Linked DNA regions of Xenopus laevis: region 2 is linked to region 1. A link is a contact called in public Hi-C data. All regions are on one chromosome and are shown on one strand. The core of a region is the stretch at or near the end of the contact, and the rest is flanking DNA. Distances in the headings are between cores, read along the strand shown. Region 1 holds the start of vav2.L (guanine nucleotide exchange factor VAV2). Region 2 overlaps vav2.L (guanine nucleotide exchange factor VAV2).

Region 1 (7,248 bases), core at 245-2,744:
TTTGTCTATATGTATTTTGTGGTCACACCCTCATTGCACCCCCGCCTAATGGTTTTAAAAAATAGTGGTGAGCACAACTTTCCCTTGTTTGTTATATATATATATATATATATATATATATATATATATATATATATATATATATATATATATATATATATATATATATATATATATATATATATATATATATATTTATATATAGTGAATAAACTACCCCCTCTTGTAAAATATAAGGATATTATAAGTTACCGAGGAGTTTCATGACCATATAAAAAGACGAGGCTGAAGGCCGAGTGTTTTTATACAGGTCATGGAACTCCGAGTTAACTTCTAATATCCTCATATTTTACAACTGGGGGTACTTTATTTATTATAATACACAAATTTCAGTGAGTCATGTGACAGAAATGACATCAGAACTCACCGTTTATAACTGATGACATCAGAACTCACCATTTATAAGGCTATAATTTACAAGATATTCATGGCTTTTGTTTATTTTGTGTATATATATATATATATATATATATATATATGTGTGTATGTAGCACCGGTACCAATTCAGGGATATAATGTTTTATAGAAGTGACAATGGGACACTCGGGCAGCACCGGTACCAATTCAGGGATAGAATGTTCTGTGTTAGTGACAATGGGACAGGGCCCACACACCCCCGGCAGCCTGTGCGTGCCCATGCAGAGGGGGCGGGGCCCAGCTGCGCGTCACGCACCAGGGCCCGCCCCCCTCCAGTTACGCTACTGCCCACAGGGATACCAGGAAAACTCTGGATGGGCCCAGGTGTCAGGAGGCCCTTGTGCTTAGTAATGTGCGGGCCGACCTGAGGCCCGTGGGACCCGTGGGTCGGGCGGGTTTGGGCCGACCCCTGGACAAAATGTGCGGGTCGTGGGCAGGTCAAGCTCTTCTCCTGCTCTCCCCGTCGCGGCCTAGCACTGCCGGCTTCCGGTGACGGGATTTATAGACTTCCGCCTGCCCCGACCCTTTTGTGACGTCACTGCGGGGCGGCGCGGGTCTATAAATAAAGGGGAGTAGCAGGCCCGGGTCGGATGCGGGTAGGGAGCGGACGGGTTAGGGTCGGTGCGGGACGAGAAATTCTCTACCCGCACATCACTACTTGTGCTGCTAAACATTTGGCCTATTTCATGGCCATTCCCTATTTCTATGAGAACAGAAGCTAAATAGATGGAATAATAGATTATAGTATGTAAAGAAAAGAGACTGGGAGAATAGAGGTTGAGTGAGGAGAATAATAATAGTACTGAGAGTGGGAATAATAATAGTACTGAGGTTTTTGGGTGGGTCCCTGGTGTCCCAGTCCGACACTGAGGCAGCACCGGTACCAATTCAGAGATATAAGAAGCGACAATAGAACTTCACATGTAAAGCTGTTACCGTCAGCCACGCCCCCTTTCGTGACACCACGCCTCCTTCCCGGATAAACACGCCCGCTCTCTGACACCAGCCCTTAAAGCGCGTTCTGGGTGCGTGAGCGCGCGCTGAGTTAAGGTACAGCTTGTGGGGACGGGGTCCGGCGGAGTGTGGCAGCGGCAAGAGAAGAGTTGTGTAGAAGCCGTGGAACCCTGTCTCCTCCCCGGTGCCAAGCAGTGAGTGTATGTGATCCTGACAATGCTCAGGCTGGACTGAGAGACCCCAAGGCACCCCAGCGACACAAGGCAAGGGTGAGTCCCTGATTGTACTAGGACCTGGCCAGACAAGGGTTAATCAGCTGAAGTCTCCGCCCCTCGCTGGGTGCATTGAGCCGGGACTGTGAGGGTTAAGCCCAATACGAGAGGCAGCGGCTGATCCCCAGCAACTATTCCTGACTTACATAGGGTTAATGAGCAGGAAAGTGGCTTCGTCCTTATACAGCTGCTGGAAGTGATCTGAAAGGGTTAACAAAGCTCAGAGTCACAGTAGCTGGGGAAGGGTTAATACGCAACGTGACCCCCTGGGCTGATCAGAAGCGGCTTCTGCAGGGTGGAAAGGGTTAAGGGACCTTCAATTGGGACAGTGCTGCTTGACCCTATTGATACCCCCAGAGGAGCAGCTTGGTTGCCTGAGACGCCTCCTGGGCTAAGAGATGGACCCCCATACTCGCTGCATGACTAGAGGACACCCACTGGCCATTTGATTGTCCCTCTCCCGGACTGTGATCTTGTGAGTGGCCGAGAGGGGGGATCCCTTGCCTCGTTTCTCCGTGGGGATTCCTGGGCTTGCCAACATGACTGAGGGCTGGAGACAGTGTGGACTGTGGCTGATCGACTGCAAAGTTCTCCCCGTGGACCACCGGGTGGTGTGGCCGTCTGCCGTGGTCTTTGACCTGGCCCAAGCTCTGCGGGATGGAGTCCTGCTCTGTCAGCTGCTGCACAACCTCTCCCCTGGATCTATAGACCTCAAGGACATCAACTTCAGACCCCAGATGTCACAGGTAACTATAGCTCGGGGGGTGACAATGGGGTTTCATAACTGTGATTTCTGCTTCTCTTTGTTCTGCGAACCTCGTATTTCCCCCTCCCTTCCCAAAGCCACCATCGTGTGGGCTACCCTGTGGCTTATTGTCTGAAACCTAAAAGACGGGCTTTATATTTGCATCAGCGCTGCAATCTCATCACCTGCGATCAGCATGCGGAGCCCTGCCGCACTGCAGGAAACCACTCGCAATATTCCTTTTATTCGCACTCTCCTCATCTGAACATAACCTCACTCCTGGGGTGATCATTAAACGGCATCACCACCCAAAAATACTTCTTGTTTGCTTAATAAAAGGAAATCGTATTCCAAGCAACTTCCTAAAAGACATCCATTCCTCACGTGTGTTAAAGTTATGTGCAAATGTCATTTTTATAGACAGCGTTCTCGCTGCACTGTTGGTTCTGACCCCTGAAACAGACCTAGGGGAGAGCTTGGCTACATTGTTTCAAGAACCAGACAACTGAAATGCCACTTTCAGCTGCAATGACAGTTAAAAGGGTAGTTCACTTTTACATTAACTTTTAGTATGTTATAGAATGGCCAATTCTAAGCAATTTTTCAATTGGCCATTGTTTATTTTTTATTTGTTCTAACTCTTTCCAGCTTTCAAATGGGAGTCACTGACCCCAATTAAAAACAAATGTATTGTTATTGTTACTTTTTATTACTTGTCATTCTATTCAGGCCTCTGCTGTTCATATTCCAGTCTCTTATTGTAATCACTGCATTGTTGCTTGGACCCTAGCAACCAGATGGCTGAACATTGCAAACTGGAGAACTGCTGAATAAAAATACCAATAAAAAAACCAATTGCAAAGTGTCTTAGAATATCCCTCTCTACATCATACTAAAACTTAATTTAAAGGTGAACAACCCCTGTAACAAAGTTTGAAGCCACTGAACATTTTTAATGAATGTATATTTTACTTAGGAACATGTTATTCTTTCATTATGCAAGAAATGCAGCCTGTTTTGGGTGGAGTTCCCCTTTAAAATAATCAATGCTTCCTTCATGGATCGCTCAAATGTATCCGTGAAGTAATGTACCACCCACTGTTAAATAGATATGGGGTAGTGTAAATTTTAAGGAGTATCAATCGAGTATTATAAGGTATACTGTAGCCCCTACTGTAAATGATAAGGATATTAGAAGTCACTGAGGGGTTGTTCTGTGACCATATAAAGACACAAGGCTGCAGGCTGAGTTATACAGAAAACTCTGAGTATCACTCATGTATTATAAGGGATAATGTACCCCCTACTGTAAATGATAAGGATATTAGAAGTACTGATGGGTTGTTCTGTGACCATATAAAGGCACAAGGCTGCAGGCTGAGTTATACAGGGAACTCTGAGTATCACTCATGTATTATAAGGGATAATGTACCCCCTACTGTAAATGATAAGGATATTAGAAGTCACACTGCACCACCATGGTACCTGTATGTTATTTAATGGGTGCAGAAGGTATTTAGGATGATGCCATAATAGTAATTAAAAAAAAAAAACATGTTTGTTAGCGGCTTTTTCTCCCCTTTAAGTGGTATCATGGGAAATTGGCACACAAGCAATATTAAGATGCAGGATTGGCATCACTACTCAGAATGGCAGAACGTGTGCCCCAGGGATAATTAGAAATCCTTATCTACTGTGAAACTGCTTGAGAGACAGGAGGGATAAGATCCATCAGTTTATTCAGTGTATTTAGCTGAGTGGGACTCAAAACTGCCGTTCAATGGACCCTGCTGGTCTGAAGTGCTTACAATCTAAATGGCATAGCAGAACAGGGGAAATAACGGGCTCTACTTTTGGGGCTGCATTGAATTTTCCTGTGTTGCTTTGCCTTCTTGTCGTGTTTTATGTGACCTGTGTATTTGAGAGGATACCCAGGTGTTAGAAGGGAGCGTTAACAAGACATTTGGTGCTGCCATATAGTTTGCTGTATAGTATGCACATTTAGAGTGCACTGCATGGATCCAGCAGTTCTTTATTTACACATTATACATCGTTCCCATCACTCCCTTCCCCAGTGAGCTTACAATCTTAGGTCCCAATCATATTCTTATCAGTCCCTGTCCCAGTGAGCTTACAATCTAAGGTCACAATCATATTCTCATTAGCCCCTGCCCCAGTGGAGTTTACAATTTAAGGCCCCTATCACATTCTCATCCATCCCTGCCCCAGTGAACTTACAATCTAAGGTCCCTATCACATTCCCATCAGTCCATGTCCCAGTGAGCTTACAATCTAAGGTCCCTATAACATTCCCATCAGCGCCCAGTGAGCTTACACTCTAAGGTCCCTATAACATTTCCATCAGTCCCTGCCTCAATGGAGCTTACAATCTAAGGTCCCTATCACATTCCCTGTCCCAGTGAGTTTATAATATAAATCCTTATCATATTCTCATCAGTCCCTGCCCCAGTGAGCTTACAATCAAAGGTCCCTATCACATTCCCATTAGCCCCTGCCCCAGTGGAGTTTACAATTTAAGGCCCCTATCACGTTCTCATCCATCCCTGCCCCAGTGAACTTACAATCTAAGGTCCCTATCACATTCCTATCAGTCCATGTCCCAGTGAGCTTACAATCTAAGGTCCCTATCACATTCCCATCAGTCCATGTCCCAGTGAGCTTACAATCTAAGGTCCCTATAACATCCCATCAGCCCCAGTGAGCTTACACTCTAAGGTCCCTATAACATTTCCATCAGTCCCTGCCTCAATGGAGCTTACAATCTAAGGTCCGTATCAGTCACACTAACTAGGGTTGACTTAATTTGGAGCCAATTACCCTGCCTGTGTGATTGGTTTAACCCTGATGAATCATACTTTAAATTTAAAGGGCTAAACCTTGACACAAATTAAAGTGCTGGTTCTTAACCTCAGGCCCCCAGATGTTGCTTGACTACAGTTCTCAACATCCTTCAGATTATGATTAAACACCCCCCCCCTCTCCACCCTACTGATTGAAATAGTGTAAGAGAAAAGCAATTAATTAACGATAGATTGCATCAGCGCACCATTTAATTTGTCAAATTGCCATTAATAATGATTGTGCCTCTGTTTTGCTCTGTAAGATAGATTGTTAGCTTAGGAAAAGAAATCTACAACATGTTTGTGTATAATTGAAGAGGAGCGTGTCTGAGTGGGCTGCTGGTGGGTTGGGTAACACTAATTACAAACATGCTGTCGCTGTATAATTAGCCCCTTTTTTTCATTTAAATATAAAATTTGGCCCTCTACTGGCCTCTGCACATTGCACCAGATCCTTATTATGATTTAGGGTGCAAAGTGCAGCCTGTACAGGCAATTGTCCTTCCTACATAGGCTTTGGCTCCTTATGGTGGTAGTGGGCCCAAAACGGCCCTGACTGTGCTCCTTAGGGGCCCTAAACTAAGTTTAAAGGACACATTTTAGAACCTTGTTGGGCTTGAGCAGAAGCTAAAGGGCTGGAGGTGCAACACTCTTGTTTTATTTTCTTCTCTTCACCAACACTTTGCTTACTGCAATGTCATATGGGAGCTGCCGCTGATTATTTAGGACAGTGATACTAAGGTGCCTATTGGGTCTCTGCTTGTGACATGAGATGCCCCATAGGAAAGGAACACCCCACCCAATCATTCTCATTGCAGAATAGACTTTGTTTCTCAAGCAGCATCATTCCCTTTCCCTGGCAGCAGATACTGATTGCAGGAGACAAGTGCCCCCCCCCCAAGCCTCTTTAGTCTTTCAAATCCACCTCTGTATCGGAGAAGTGCTTTAAGGTGCGGATATTAAGAAATATATAGAACCATGGAGGAGCACTCCCTTAACATATATAGCAAACTTGCCGGCTGCTGGTAAATAAGCTAAATAAAAAGTACTGCAACTTAACTGGAGTGTATAAATACAAATATACAGAGAAGGAATGTTCTGGGCACACAATAAGCTATACCCTCATACTGTACTGTCTAAGGGAATCAATATGGCACCTCCTCCTCCTCCCGTATGTATAAATACAAATATACAGAGAAGGAATGTTCTGAGCACACAATAAGCTATACCCTCATACTGTACTGTCTAAGGGAATCAATATGGCACCTCCTCCTCCCATATGTATAAATACAAATATACAGAGAAGGAATGTTCTGGGCACACAATAAGCTATACCCTCATACTGTACTGTCTAAGGAAATCAATATGGCACCTCCTCCTCCCATATGTATAAATACAAATATACAGAGAAGGAATGTTCTGGGCACACAATAAGCTATACCCTCATACTGTACTGTCTAAGGGAAACAATATGGCACCTCCTCCTCCCATATGTATAAATACAAATATACAGAGAAGGAATGTTCTGGGCACACAATAAGCTATACCCTCATACTGTACTGTCTAAGGGAATCAATATGGCACCTCCTCCTCCCATATGTATAAATACAAATATACAGAGAAGGAATGTTCTGGGCACACAATAAGCTATACCCTCATACTGTACTGTCTAAGGGAATCAATATGGCACCTCCCTCCTCCCATATGTATAAATACAAATATACAGAGAAGGAATGTTCTGGGCACACAATAAGCTATACCCTCATACTGTACTGTCTAAGGGAATCAATATGGCACCTCCTCCCATATGTATAAATACAAATATACAGAGAAGGAATGTTCTGTATATTTGAGGCCTATTTACCCCCAGCACCATTCCATTTCACGCAGCATATTTTATTGTGCAGTGCTGATCTGTTCCCTGTCTCTCCCCCAGCTA
Region 2 (6,701 bases), core at 4,065-6,564, 97 kb after region 1:
TTTATGTTCCACCCCGGAGGGCATTTACCCCTACTGCCCCGAGAAGCCAACAGCCTTCCCATCACCCAGCTAAGAAACGCCTTTCATGTGGTTCCTTTTCTCTGTAATAAATGGCCCCTCGTCACACAAGTCATTCCAACTGCAGGAACAGACTCCCAATACACCTGACTGACATCTCAATCAGGCTCAACAGATGAGAGAGAAAGGTCAGCCATGTTTATTTTCCAACTGTGAATGGCACAGAAATGTGATACAGTGAGATTGAGGGGAGAAACAGTATAAGGAGCTGGTTATATAGTGTATATATACAGAGATGTGATACAGTGAGAGACAGTATAAGGGGCTGGTTATATAGTGTATATATACAGAGATGTGATACAGTGAGAGACAGTATAAGGGGCTGGTTATATAGTGTATATATACAGAGATGCGATACAGTGAGAGACAGTATAAGGGGCTGGTTATATAGTGTATATATACAGAGATGCGATACAGTGAGACAGTATAAGGGGCTGGTTATATAGTGTATATATACAGAGATGCGATACAGTGAGAGACAGTATAAGGGGCTGGTTATATAGTGTATATATACAGAGATGTGATACAGTGAGAGACAGTATAAGGAGCTGGTTATATAGTGTATATATACAGAGATGTGATACAGTGAGAGACAGTATAAGGGGCTGGCTATATAGTATATATATACAGAGATGCGATACAGTGAGAGACAGTATAAGGGGCTGGTTATATAGTGTATATATACAGAGATGCGATACAGTGAGAGACAGTATAAGGGGCTGGTTATATAGTGTATATATACAGAGATGCGATACAGTGAGAGACAGTATAAGGGGCTGGTTATATAGTGTATATATACAGAGATGCGATACAGTGAGAGACAGTATAAGGGGCTGGTTATATAGTGTATATATACAGAGATGCGATACAGTGAGAGACAGTATAAGGGGCTGGTTATATAGTGTATATATACAGAGATGCGATACAGTGAGAGACAGTATAAGGGGCTGGTTATATAGTGTATATACACAGAGATGTGATACAGTGAGAGATAGTATAAGGAGCTGGTTATATAGTGTATATATACAGAGATGTGATACAGTGAGAGATAGTATAAGGGGCTGGTTATATAGTGTATATATACAGAAATGTGATACAGTGAGAGACAGTATAAGGGGCTGGTTATATAGTGTATATATATATATATATATATATATATATATATACAGAGATGTGATACAGTGAGAGACAGTATAAGGGGCTGGTTATATAGTGTATATATACAGAGATGTGATACAGTGAGAGACAGTATAAGGAGCTGGTTATATAGTGTATATATATACAGAGATGTGATACAGTGGGAGACAGTATAATGTGCTGGTTATATAGTATATATATACAGTGATACCAATTTATATACCAATTTCCTAACAAGCTCGTTAGCAGCCTTTGCTCTCAGGCCACGCTTTTTGTTCACCTGGCGGGTGAGGGGAATGACATCTCTGCTGAGACACCAAATCAGCCAGAACCTCATGGGGCCGGTCCCTCTGTCTGTAACGAGGTTTTATTTCATTAATGTCCTATTTATGTTCCAGCCATTGAACCAATCAGAAAGCCTTGCAGACATGCAAATAACTTTTCCACTTCGGCGCTCTCCCTTTATCACCCGAGTGCAATTACATCTCCCACGCACTTGTACTAAAACCTCCAGCACTTTGTCATTGATATTGGGGATGGATCCACCCATGGGGGAGTTGAGCAGTGTTGCTAATCTGGCGCAGTGGTGCATGCGGGCGCTGATCACTAGACTATTATATGGGGATGCATTAGTGCAGCGCAGTATCTCATCAGTAACTGAGGGGCTGAATTATCCGATATACTGACGCATTTCTCCCCCCGCTACAGGTAATGTTATCTCCCCTCGCTAATGACTTTCTTTTGCTATTTTTGTGTTGCAGGTGATCGCTGCTTTGTCCAAGATTTCCTACCACAACATTGCCCAAACCAAGGGGATTCGGTAAGTATCTAATATCGCTTCCTAATAATGTCTGTCTGAAAACAATCCCCTAACCCATTACAGCCAATCAGCAGCGTTTACCAGTCTGTCTGGCTGCTGTAGGAAAAGTCTGATCATGATGTTGCTTATTTCCCGTAGTACTCAGCAAGGTTTGGGGATGCAGGTCAAGTAACGTCAGCCTGTGTCCAGGCTAAGCTAAGGCACCTGTTGAAGGTCCAAACGTTGGCCAGTGCCCCCCCAGAAGGTCCAGATTTTGGTCATTGCTACCCTTGAAGGTCCAACTTTTGGTTAATGCCCCCCAGAAGGTCCAGATTTTGGTTAGTGCCTCCCTTGAAGGTCTAGCTTTTTGGGCAGTGCCTCCCTTGAAGGTCTAGGTATTGGGCAGTGCCTCCCTTGAATGTCCAGCCTTTGGTCAGTGCCCCATTGAAGGCCCAACCATTGGGTAGTTCCCTCCTAGAAGGTCCCTCCTTTGGTCAGTGCCTTCCTTGAAGGTCCAGCTTTCAGTCTGTGTACCCCTTAAATGCCCAACCATTGGTCACTGCCCACCTAGAAGGTCCAACCTTTGTCATTCTCCCTTTAAAGGTCCAACCTTTGGTCAGTGCTTCCCTTGAATGTCCAACTTTTGGTCAGTGCTTCCCTTGAATGTCCAACTTTTGGTCAGTGCTTCCCTTGAATGTCCAACTTTTGGTCAGTGCTTCCCTTGAACGAATCTTTGGTCAGTGCTTCTCTTGAATGTCCAACTTGTGGTTAGTGCTTCCCTTGAATGAACCTTTGGTCAGTGTCTCCCTTGAATGTCCATCCTTTGGTCAGTGCCTCCCTTGAATGTCCATCCTTTGGTCAGTGTTCCTTTTGAAGGTATAACCTTTGATCAGTGCTCCCCTTGAAGGTCCAACTTTTGGTCACAGACCCCTATTGAAGTGTGTATGAGTGGCTGGTGGAAGAGCTTGATGGTTCCTGTTAGATGGCGGTTGGTCTGTTTCCTATTACACCCCCACACACGGCTAGACACAATATCTCATAGATTCAGCCGGCAGGACCACACCTCAGTGTTTATATATTCTTCTGTAATTTAACTCCACATTAAATCCATCAGGGCCCTTTCCACCAGAATCAGGGAGTGTGTCTGTGTTTTGTGAGAGACTCGGCAGCTGTTACACTGAACTGAAACATTCAACTGTGTGTGTGTAAACTTTCCTACAAGGCGTGCGGCTTCTGCACCCCGGGAAGTGCTTTCCTACAGATGCCGTCATTTCATTAGGGCTCTTTAAGGGAAGATTCACAATGGTGCAGTGCTTGGCATTAATGACTCCTCCCTCATTAATCAGACACCTACATTGTATCTACCTGTCCCACCTTTGTGTTGTCTATCTTTCCCTGTGCCACCTTCTCAAGTGTGTTCCTGGCCCCATGTCTCCCCATTCTGCCCCTTTCCTTGCCCAATGGTAATTTTCCACTGCTTGCTACTCCATCCTTGCCTTATCAGCTACTTTATAATTTGCATAACATGGCTACCCTCCTAGCAAATGTCCAAAAGAACATCCAGAGACCAATAACCAAGCGAGGAAGCTCCAGTGCCGAGGGATCGGAGACTGAATTTTCCTTCTCCTGTTTACTTGGGGGACCTTCCTTTTACTTCCATTCTGCACTTAGACTTTCCCCTCTTCGAGAGCAAATGGCTATGTTGGACAAATGGCTATGTTGGACAATTCTCACCCCAGCTAGCCTTCCGTCTTAGTGCTCCCTCCAAACCCACCCCAGGAGTGCAATACCCACATTTTGGCAACTACTGTTATGGTTCAGGGGACAAATAAAATAAAAACATCTCCTGATAATCCGCCTACACATTTTTATTTGAGTTTCGCTTGCCTCCCTTTGTGGTTTCTGGCTACACATCCATTGTATCCCTCTCACACCTTCTCACTCTCGATTATCTGTTATCACACGTTGCTTGTCATCTCCAGCCCTGTCTAACATGCTGTGCGTCTTTCCCCGGGAGCTGTCAAGTCTCTTGTGGCACCTTTTTAATAAACGCAGTGAAGAGGTACAGGCGAGTGTTACTGATCCGACCAGCTCGCTACTGTTTGTCCTTATCGATGCTCATGAAAGCCAATCATGATGGTCACTTTGAAGATAAAAAGTATTCTTGATATATTTTTAGGGTGGAATCACTAATACACCAGCAGGTTTGTAACTTTGTTATCTGATAACAGAGGCCCTGAGCTAAGGTTGGACCTCCAAGTGGTTCTTGAACAACCATCTGTCCTTGATGGGGTTTACAAGTCCTTGAAGATTTTGTGAGGGACAGGAGACCTACAGAAGCCACAAGGGATTCCTGGTATTCCATTTTCCCAATTGTTTCACAAACAATTCCAGAGCCCAAATGTCTTCTACACCTACCCCAGCACTGAGAATTCTTAGAAGACCTAGAAGCAATCCACCCACCTAAATGAGGACTTCAGTGAGACTTAATCTCCCCTTGCCTCGGCCTTAAAATTTGTGTAGAAAAATTGGCCAAATCTGTATTGAAAGGAATGGGCAGGGGCCAAGAGGGTGTATGATCACCCAATTATTTCACCTAACCCCCTTTAGGCTCCTTCAGAAGAGAAAATTCCAACTACCCCAAATATCTTGGACTACAGTCTTCATAATAGAAAAAAATCACGCCATCAGATGCCCCGAGGTTTGTCTACTGGAAATTTTTGATGATTTAGTCCCAAGAACGGCATCAAGGATTTTGATTGAAGATGAGTGGCTCAGGAACTCCCTACTTTCTAGATGAATGAATGCTCCCCCTGGCACAGCTAGGAGGTGCCCAATAAAATATAAATTGTGTGCAGAACAGAAAGGAGTCAGTAAGGCATGATGCAAGAGAGGGGAGAAAAAACAACGAGAAGACATGTGGAAATGGCAATGATGGGGCAGAAGAGAAGTGGGCACATATTAGTTGAGCAAATGAAAGAAGAAGCAGGAGGAATAAACCCTACTAACACAACTTTCCAGGCCTTTGTGGTTTCTATAGCTGATCTCCCTCCGTATCCCATAAGCTGAACACCAATGGAAGCCAACCAAATACAAGAAAAAACTGCCAGAGAAATAAAAATCCATTTCCTCTGCCCAAAATATTCTTTTGTGCAGAGGGAGAAACCTCCTACTCGGCTTGTGAAATCTTTCCCAGACTCGCATTCTTCTTTCTCCGAGCCAGCGCTGTGTGGTGGTTCACAGTTCAGGAGTTTGCTCAGCCACCCACGCAGGCTCGGCATGATGGCTGCTGTTTGTCCGTAGGGCCCAGGCACAATGGCAGTTGGAAGGGTGGGGGCTTCTCCTGGATAAAATAAAGGAATGAAGGGGCTGGGGGAAGGAAGAAATATGGCTGGAATGTTTTTGTTTTCAGACAAGCCCCGTGTAACTTGGCACCGGCCGGCCTTATAAGAACATGTTAAACGCTTGCGTGAGCCCACCTGGCACAGTATCTGCAGCCCCGCAACATGGACTCAAACATGGGACCCCAGCACAGTTACATTTCTCTGCAGTCATAAGGGAACAAACAATGCGGCACCCTAATGAGCAACCTTTCCAAAGCACAAGGCCATTCTAGGCCCCTCCACCATTCAGCGGCCGGATACTTTGACATATCTGCACCTTTCTTGGCCCCCGGTATTGGCATCTGAGACCTTCTAATTCTCTAATTCAACTTCTAGATGGTTAATGTCCCAGGGACAGGAAAACAAGACGGCAGAGCAGCGTTTGGACTCATGAAATATTCATGTAACAACATAAAACAGGAAGTGTCCGTCGCCAGCTCCTGCAGATACAGACTCGCCCTGCAGAATTGCACTGGCCGTTACGACTATCCAGATGTGTGATCATAATAAATCCATGACTGGGGGGGGGTGCCTTTTGTATCTTAGGCTTCATGTTTCTTCAAAAGCATTCATATTCATTGAGATGATAGAGCAGAGCATCATGTCAGACATAATTCATAATAGTGCCCTCTGGCATTTCATCTGCCTCCTCTGTCCAACGCCAGGATTATCACTTCCAGTTTAGCACTGCCAAAAAATCAGAAGCTTCCTCATATATAAATATACAGAGAAGGAATGTTCTGGGCTCACAATAAGCTATACCCTCTTACTGTACTGTCTAAGGGAATCAATATGGCACCTCCCTCCTCCCATATGTATAAATACAAATATACAGAGAAGGAATGTTCTGGGCACACAATAAGCTATACCCTCATACTGTACTGTCTAAGGGAATCAATATGGCACCTCCTCCCATATGTATAAATACAAATATACAGAGAAGGAATGTTCTGGGCACACAATAAGCTATACCCTCATACTGTACTGTCTAAGGGAATCAATATGGCACCTCCTCCCATATGTATAAATACAAATATACAGAGAAGGAATGTTCTGGGCACACAATAAGCTATACCCTCATACTGTACTGTCTAAGGGAATCAATATGGCACCTCCCTCCTCCCATATGTATAAATACAAATATACAGAGAAGGAATGTTCTGGGCACACAATAAGCTATACCCTCATACTGTACTGTCTAAGGGAATCAATATGGTATCTCCTATATAACATATATACTCTCATAAAGTAATCTCATTTTAGTGGAAGATTAATCGACAGGATATATTTTCCATGTTTAATAT

Evidence for each region. A called contact is a pair of places that touch in the nucleus more often than the background predicts.
Region 2: a contact with region 1 is called in a Hi-C map of the XTC cell line, with 3 times the contacts expected there. The contact joins the enhancer-like site here to the promoter of vav2.L in region 1. A contact is called at or near these places in 2 of 4 Hi-C or Micro-C datasets (the XL177 cell line and the XTC cell line).

What each region holds. Positions count from the first base shown.
Region 1 is chr8L:5,643,728-5,650,975 of Xenopus_laevis_v10.1, forward strand. vav2.L (guanine nucleotide exchange factor VAV2) reads left to right here and starts at 1,495. Exons shown (of 31, transcript XM_041572356.1): 1 at 1,495-2,449. The coding sequence starts at 2,243.
Region 2 is chr8L:5,737,092-5,743,792 of Xenopus_laevis_v10.1, forward strand. It overlaps vav2.L (guanine nucleotide exchange factor VAV2), which reads left to right. Exons shown (of 31, transcript XM_041572356.1): 3 at 1,977-2,035. Among protein-coding and RNA genes, the nearest start is that of LOC108698198, 25 kb to the right of the region's middle. Within about 2 kb of position 5,315, at least 1 of the 7 cell types and tissues checked has an H3K27ac peak or open chromatin away from gene starts, as enhancers often do.